2 separate regions of the Mus musculus genome follow, and region 2 is linked to region 1. Evidence: chromatin contacts called from public Hi-C data. All regions are on one chromosome and are shown on one strand. The core of a region is the stretch at or near the end of the contact, and the rest is flanking DNA. Distances in the headings are between cores, read along the strand shown. Region 1 overlaps Gm41874 (a long non-coding RNA gene). Region 2 has its middle 22 kb from the start of Gm32932.

The links. A called contact is a pair of places that touch in the nucleus more often than the background predicts.
Region 2: a Hi-C map of nephron progenitors shows a contact between it and region 1, with 2.3 times the contacts expected there. The contact joins two enhancer-like sites. A contact is called at or near these places in 5 of 484 Hi-C or Micro-C datasets (Sertoli cells, nephron progenitors, pancreatic cancer cells and 1 more).

What each region holds. Positions count from the first base shown.
Region 1 is chr19:57,410,687-57,414,074 of GRCm38.p6, forward strand. It overlaps Gm41874 (a long non-coding RNA gene), which reads left to right. Exons shown (of 3, transcript XR_877961.2): 3 at 502-586. Among named protein-coding and RNA genes, the nearest start is that of Gm41874, 7.9 kb to the left of the region's middle. Within about 2 kb of position 1,320, at least 158 of the 459 cell types and tissues checked have an H3K27ac peak or open chromatin away from gene starts, as enhancers often do. A contact at or near this core is called in nephron progenitors, where this site is marked.
Region 2 is chr19:57,541,973-57,545,492 of GRCm38.p6, forward strand. No RefSeq gene overlaps it. Among named protein-coding and RNA genes, the nearest start is that of Gm32932, 22 kb to the left of the region's middle. Within about 2 kb of position 1,764, at least 37 of the 459 cell types and tissues checked have an H3K27ac peak or open chromatin away from gene starts, as enhancers often do. A contact at or near this core is called in nephron progenitors, where this site is marked.

The DNA.
Region 1 (3,388 bases), core at 70-2,569:
CCACCTGCTCCTCACACCATGCCAGGAATTATATGGACCTCCCGTTCTAATAGAGACCAAAGGAAACATTTCAATACAAACAACACAAACCTCTGAAGCTGCCCCAGCCTCTGGGCGCTGAACCTCACTTATCTGTGAAAGGGCAGTTGGGGAACTTCAAACCATCACTATGCCATTGATGTCCGGAGGAGGGTGCAAACAGCCCCAAAGCTCCTCTCAGCTCCCCTGCTTCCCTCTGCGGGCCTGAAAGTGGTCTCTCCCCAGGGATCAGAATAATTTCCTTCGGCTGAGTCTCATTGTATGCCTTTGATTTAGAGACACTTTTAGACACGTGAGATGCTAGGGCAGGTTTTCCTGGAGAGCTTTCTGAAGGCCAGCTTCTGCCCCGGGGGAGGGCTGTAGACTGGAGCAGCATTTGGAACACAATCCCAGCTGTTTTCCACTCTGCCAGTGGCCAGGTGTCTCACCTCCTCACTGTCTACCCCTTGTTGCTCGTTGCAGATAAAGAAAGGAAATTCTAGCCGGGCATGGTGGCACACGCCAGCACTCGGGAGGCAGAGGCAGGCGGATTTCTGAGTTCGAGGCCAGCCTGGTCTACAAAGTGAGTTCCAGGACAGCCAGGACTACACAGAGAAACCCTGTCTCAAAAAAAAAAAAAAAAGGAAATTCTGGGCCACCGTGAGATTTACTAGACGTGATCCAGCTGGCCCCTTTGTAGCTTCTTTCTTAGCCTTCATCCAAATTTTCCAAGCCCGGGCTTGCCACGTTGCTGCTTCCTGTAAATATTTTAGGGGAAGCCTGCCGGGCTCTGAGGAGTTTCAGAATGCTTTGCCCCAGCTGTTTAGCCACAGAGGCCGGGTTTATGGAGTCACTCATTCACTCTGACGGGTGTCTTGCAGCCTGCAGAGCCTGGCGGGAAGAAGGGAAATCTCCACATTTCATGGTTGTTTACCCAGCCCTCTTCCCCAAATACCCATTCTAGGACATCGTAAAGCTCAGTGCTCCCCCCGCCCTCCCCCGCTCCCATCTCCTTCATCTCTCCTTAGAAAAACCCAAACATGGCCTGCTCTATTTGTTTATTTACAAACCGAAGTGGCCAATCCATTTCCAAGCCGATGAAGCCCCGCTCATTAAACTGCTCTTGTTGACACTGTGTGTTTTGATCATCTGCGACCTTCGGTTTTCTGAGAGGCGGATGCTGTGTCTTCCTGTTTAAAGGGCCTGTGCGCATGGAGTCAAAAGCTAGGACTCACTGACCCAGATCAGCCCTGCCTGCGGTACTCTGTGGTTGGCAGCTTGCCTGAAGACCACAGCGAGGCTCCTGGGCTTTTTCAGAGCAGCAGCAGGCAAGCTCATCCGGAGCTGGGGAAGCAGCGGCCTCAAGCCGATGCTGCCAAGCGAAGCATGGGCGGAATCCATGCCCAGCCATTTCTCGTGCTCACAGCGCAGGGACGGGGGCGCCTAGCGGGCACAGGATGCTTTCCTGTGTGACAAAACAACTCCCCTGTTCCCCGAGGACGAGGAAACAGCTGAGAGGTAGAAGACAGACACTGTAGGTGCTGCTGTACACCACGGACGATACTGACAGACTAGAGCTCAAAAGAAAGACCATACAAGGACCACTAAGTTACTGGAGGACTGAGGTAGGCATGTGGTAGTGTTGCTGGAGGACACAGCCCCCTTTGTCAGTTCCTGGTCTTATAAAGAACTTTGGAAATGGACATGGGGTGGGGTATGGACGTGGTGGGTGTACTGGCTGGTTTTGTGTATCAACTTGACACAGGCTGGAGTTATCACAGAGAAAGGAGCTTCAGTTGGGGAAGTGCCTCCATGAGATCCAGCTGTAAGGCATTTTCTCAATTAGTGATCAAGGGGGAAAGGCCCCTTGTGGGTGGGACCATCTCTGGGCTGGTAGTCTTGGGTTTATAAGAGAGCAGGCTGAGCAAGCCAGGGGAAGCAAGCCAGTAAAGAACATCCCTCCATGGCCTCTGCATCAGCTCCTGCTTGAGTTCCAGTCCTGACTTCCTTTGGTGATGAACAGCAGTGTGGAAGTGTAAGTTAAATAAACCCATTCCTCCCCAACTTGCTTCATGGTCATGATGTTTGTGCAGGAATAGAAACCCTGACTAAGGCAGTGGGGAAGTAGAGAGGCGTCTCAGAGGTGAAGAGTACTTACTGCTTTTCCAGAGGACCTGAGTTTGGTTCTTAGCAGCCATGTGAGGTGTAAGGCTTGCAAGTGCCTGTATTTCCAGCTCCAGGGAATCTGGCATCCTTTTGTGGCCTCCTAGGGCATGTTCACTTTCACTCATGTCACACACACACACCCACACACACACACACAGACATACAGAGAGACAGAGTATTCTAAACAGATCCAGGAGGGAACGTGGAGCAGCTTACTGGGGTGTCCTGGGTGACAGGAGAGGCAAGTTGGCAGTCTTCACCACAGTCTAGAGGGTGACACCAAGACGAGGAAACAGAAGCATTAGGCTTCCTGAGAAGAAAACCAAGCAGACAGGCTCTGCAGTGAAAGCCTTAGAACTTCTGTTCGAGGGCTGCACTTTGTGGGGTCAGAAATACATGTGTCATTGTTAACGGGACAGTTGTTCTTTTTCTTTCTTATCTTGTCCTCCTGTAAGCCAAGTTTTCATCTCTGGCTTAGCCAGTCTTCCTTGGGTTATAAGGAGGACTTCCTCTTTGATGCTGCTATCTACATTACAAGAGGTTTGTTAACCCCCGACTGTGGAATTTGTGCTGGAGGATGCTGACCAGATAGACACATGTCCCAAATGGAGTCTGGGAGGCAGAAGTCTGCAGAGGGCTTCTCATGCATGCCTTTCTTCCTGCCTGATGTCTGCTGTTCTAGGAGTGAGCAGAGGAGATTACAGTTGACATGAACAACAGAAGATCTCGTCTATACTTTGTGGTTGGCTCCCCAGAAGATAGAAAATCTACAGTGATGCCCAAGGGAGATCAGGGATATTATTGTTACTTTCTATTGCTGTGATAAGACATTGTGTCTAAGACAACTTACATAGAGGATAAGTGGATTTGGGTCTGTGGTTTCAAAGGGGTAAGGGTCTTTCCATGACAGGGAAGATGGCTGCAAGCTGCAGGCACGGAAGGTGAAGCAGAAGCTGAGTGCCTGCATCCTGAACTGCAAAGACAGAGAGGAGAGAACAAACTCGAAATGGCACACGTCTGTAAGCTCTAGCTGGCTTCCGGTGACAAACCTCTCCAACATGGCCTTCTAAGCCTCCCTAAACAGCACTACCAATGAGGGGCTCAAGTATTCAAATGTCTAAGACTACAGGGAACGTCTCATTTAAAACACCACAAGAACTGTCCAGTTTGGGGATGTGGAGACAGCAAAAATATTCTGGTAAGA
Region 2 (3,520 bases), core at 514-3,013, 130 kb after region 1:
GTAAGTCACTCAGGTTCTCCAGGGTAGGTTCATTGCCATAGAGGCACCTAAAAAGAATGGTCTTTTGTTTCTGTTCACAGTTGCAGTCCATGTGCCTGGTACGGATAGGGTGTAGAGGTTAAATAAGGAAGCTTTTATCATTTGTGTTGTCGATACTGTGTATCTGAGACCTTACCAGATACATAAGTATCAGAATCAGGAACTCAAGGCAGGAACCGGAGGCAAGAACTGAAACAGAAGCCATGGCACGGGTAAGAGTGCTGCTTACTGATCTGTTTCCTCCTGGCTGCTCAGCCTGCCTTCTTATACCCAAGACCGCCTGCTCAGGAGTGGTACAATTCATATTGGGCTGGGCCCTCCTACATCAACCATTCATCAAGAAAACACACCACAGACCTGACCATAGGCAATCGAATGGAAGCAAACCTTGTCTCCCTAGATGACTCTAGTTTGTGTCAAGTTGAAAAAAACCAAACCAACCCCCAAACAACATCTAGCTGGTACACCCTCTGTATTCAGCTAGACGCTGTATCCTCCGTGAAATAAGTCTCCATTCTTCAAGAGTTACTCAACTCAGGTATCTGGCATAGCAGCACAAAACAGACCAAGTCACTGTGTTATTGAAAAAAGCCGTTATGATATAAATAGGAAGGTAAATGAAGCCAGGGAGAACTGGTGAAGAACACTTGTGTGAAGGGATGGGGGCGGGGTAGGTCTGAGATAAATATAAACATGTATATATATAACAGTCCTCAGGAAAATGTCTAACAACTGACTTTTCTGGAGGAGGTGCCCTGCTATGTTTCATTTGCTTGCTTCTATGCTATAAATATTTTAACTACAACCAGTTTCAAGTTATCAACATGAAGTGGCGCAAAGTAGTGTGGGCACGAAATAGGCACAGGTCTTTGGCAAGGTCAGAAAGATGAATCAGCAAAGTCAATGAAAATTCTGATCGTGAGACTTTCCATTGAGGAAAGACAGAGCGTCAGTGGTCCTCAAGCTAAGGAAATAGAAACAGAGATTTGAGATCCCCAACTACATTTGTGAGGGTGGTCCCAGAGGGAATAGTAAAGAATAGAAGACTGCATTCAGGTCCAGAAACCATAAAAGCAAGTAGGACCTTGGCCTTGAGCTCAGTACATGCTAATACGCTGCCACGTGGTGCTGTGTGACGGTCGACTATTAGGCATCACTTGCTCTGGAGGCACCTCTTACAGGCATGAGGCTATGTGCCCTTCAGAGATGTGTAAGCCCACATTCCTGTCCATTTGGTAAATAAAATGAAGCCTGTGCACTACACACATATGCATAGTGTCATGGGCCTGGTAGAGACAGGGTACACTAGAGATGAAGGACACTCATAATACTTGTGATATAGATTTCATTACCAGAGCCTTTACAAGGAACCTGAGTATTGGGCTCAGGGCTCTGCTTGCATTTGTTTACATGAAGAAACCCAACCAAATGTTTAAGCAACTTATCTACCGTTCCACAGCATTGCACATGGGTCTTTGTAACATTAGAAGACCCCTCCCCAACCACATCGGTACACCGCCCCGTCCAGAAGACACCAGTCTGATGGAGAAGCAGCGTGTAATCAGAGATGTTTAGTTTCTTTTTTTAAAATTGCATTCAGCCTGCATATTCCTAAAGAGTCAATTCATGTTTTTTTTTTTAAACCCTCCGTTGTGCCTGCATGTGACATGTATTTTTAGGTTCTGCTGCTAGCGAGTGTATTTTTGTGTGATTGAGTGGGAGAGTGGGAAGGGTTCGGCAGAGCTGTTTAAACCAGAATGCAGGGGGCACAGCAGAGACTGAGGAAGCTCTGCCATCTGAGGTCTTAGAAGAACCACAGAGACACGCGCGCATTCTCACTTCATTATTCTGTGCGTGCCTGGACGGATGACTAAAGACATTGTTAAGCTTTTTAAATGACCCACTCCCAGCAGCGAACAAATCACTTACCGGTCTAAGCTGACAGGAGTTTCTCAGATTATAAAACCTCAAAGCAGGGGGAAATGTTAAAACAGAGAAGGCAAAAGATGATACCCGAGACAGGGAAAGAGCGAAACGGAGGCTTCCTGTCTGCCAAGGCAGATGGCTGACCACTAGGAGGCCTTCACTGAGGCCGCCAGGGTAATTGGATGCTGGGGCTTTTCTGGCAAGGACTGTGTAGCTTCATCCATGAGATCCAGGCCCATCCCTGCTTAGGTAGGAACACTACATCTTCTGCACTGCTAGAGCGGATGGCTCATCCCAAACGTGAATGTTACCTTTACTTTGTGTTGCTTCTCCGGTAACAAGGACATGAAACGTAATTAAGGACTGAATTTCCTAGCCGACTCTCTCTTGCATGTACAATTATCCGCAGATATAAAATTGCCCGCTTTGATAATTACACCCTCAGAACGAGGGGCAAGTGGCTAATTATGCCCACATGTGGCCGATTGCACTTTCCATTAGCCAATTATGTGCACAGTTATTTGTGCACATAAATAATTGCACTCATGGAAAAATAGCAGCCCTCCTTTCAAACCTTCCTGCTTGGAGAGGATGATGGAGTAATTGCCACAGTGGAAATGTTCTTCGTGGGCACTAAAAGAGAATCAGATACCAGGAAACGGAAATGCGTAAATGACCAGAGCCCGCAAATGGCATTAAGTGCCAAAGAGAGCAAAAAGAACCATGGGATGGCTCGGGGCCAGCACACGTTAGGAAGCAGGCTTCAGGGTGGCTGAGCCGGACAAGCACAGTGACCTCAGGCAGGACATTGACCTTCCTTCGTGTCTTCTCATTCTGCACACATAAGGGGCAAGGCAGATGACAGGTGCTTCACTCCTAGCACTTTCTGGGACTGATCAGACAATTCTGTAGTCTCCTTGGGTCAAAGCGTCACACACAGAGAGACACTGTCACAGCAGCAGGTACACGTCTAATTGTACAGCAAAGGTAGATACCCTCTGTAGCAAAGGAGGGCCTCCAGTTTGGATAAGGTCAGGAAAACCTTTTGGTTTGGCTCTAATGTTCCTAGTTATGACAGTCCAGAAAATGACATGATGCCATTCAAAATTCATTCATTCATTCATTCATTCATTCAACAAAATCAGTCCTGCCTTAGGCTATCCTGGACAACAGGAGAAATTACCACGAGGTCGCTGTTCAAGAGCAGCCTTTCTCTCTGATCTACTCTAATTAGCAAGTTAGGGGACATTTCACCTCATGAAACTGGGTGTGGAATTTTATGGTTTGGTTGCCAGCCACATTTGGTGACAGTGAATTGTATGGGGTCTGGCTATTTTTATCAGCCTCAGAACTGAGTGACAGCCACTGCAGGTGATCAGTGGACCTTAAAGTTCTCACCAAGCTCTGTGACTTCCTCCTCTGGTACACTTTCTCTCCCTCTCCCCCTCCCCCCTCCCCCTCCCCCTCTTCCTTTCCCTCTCTCCCTCTCCCTTTCTCCCTTTCTCCCTCTCCCCCCCCCCACTCCCCACTAGTCAATTCTCTAGTTCTTCTCTTA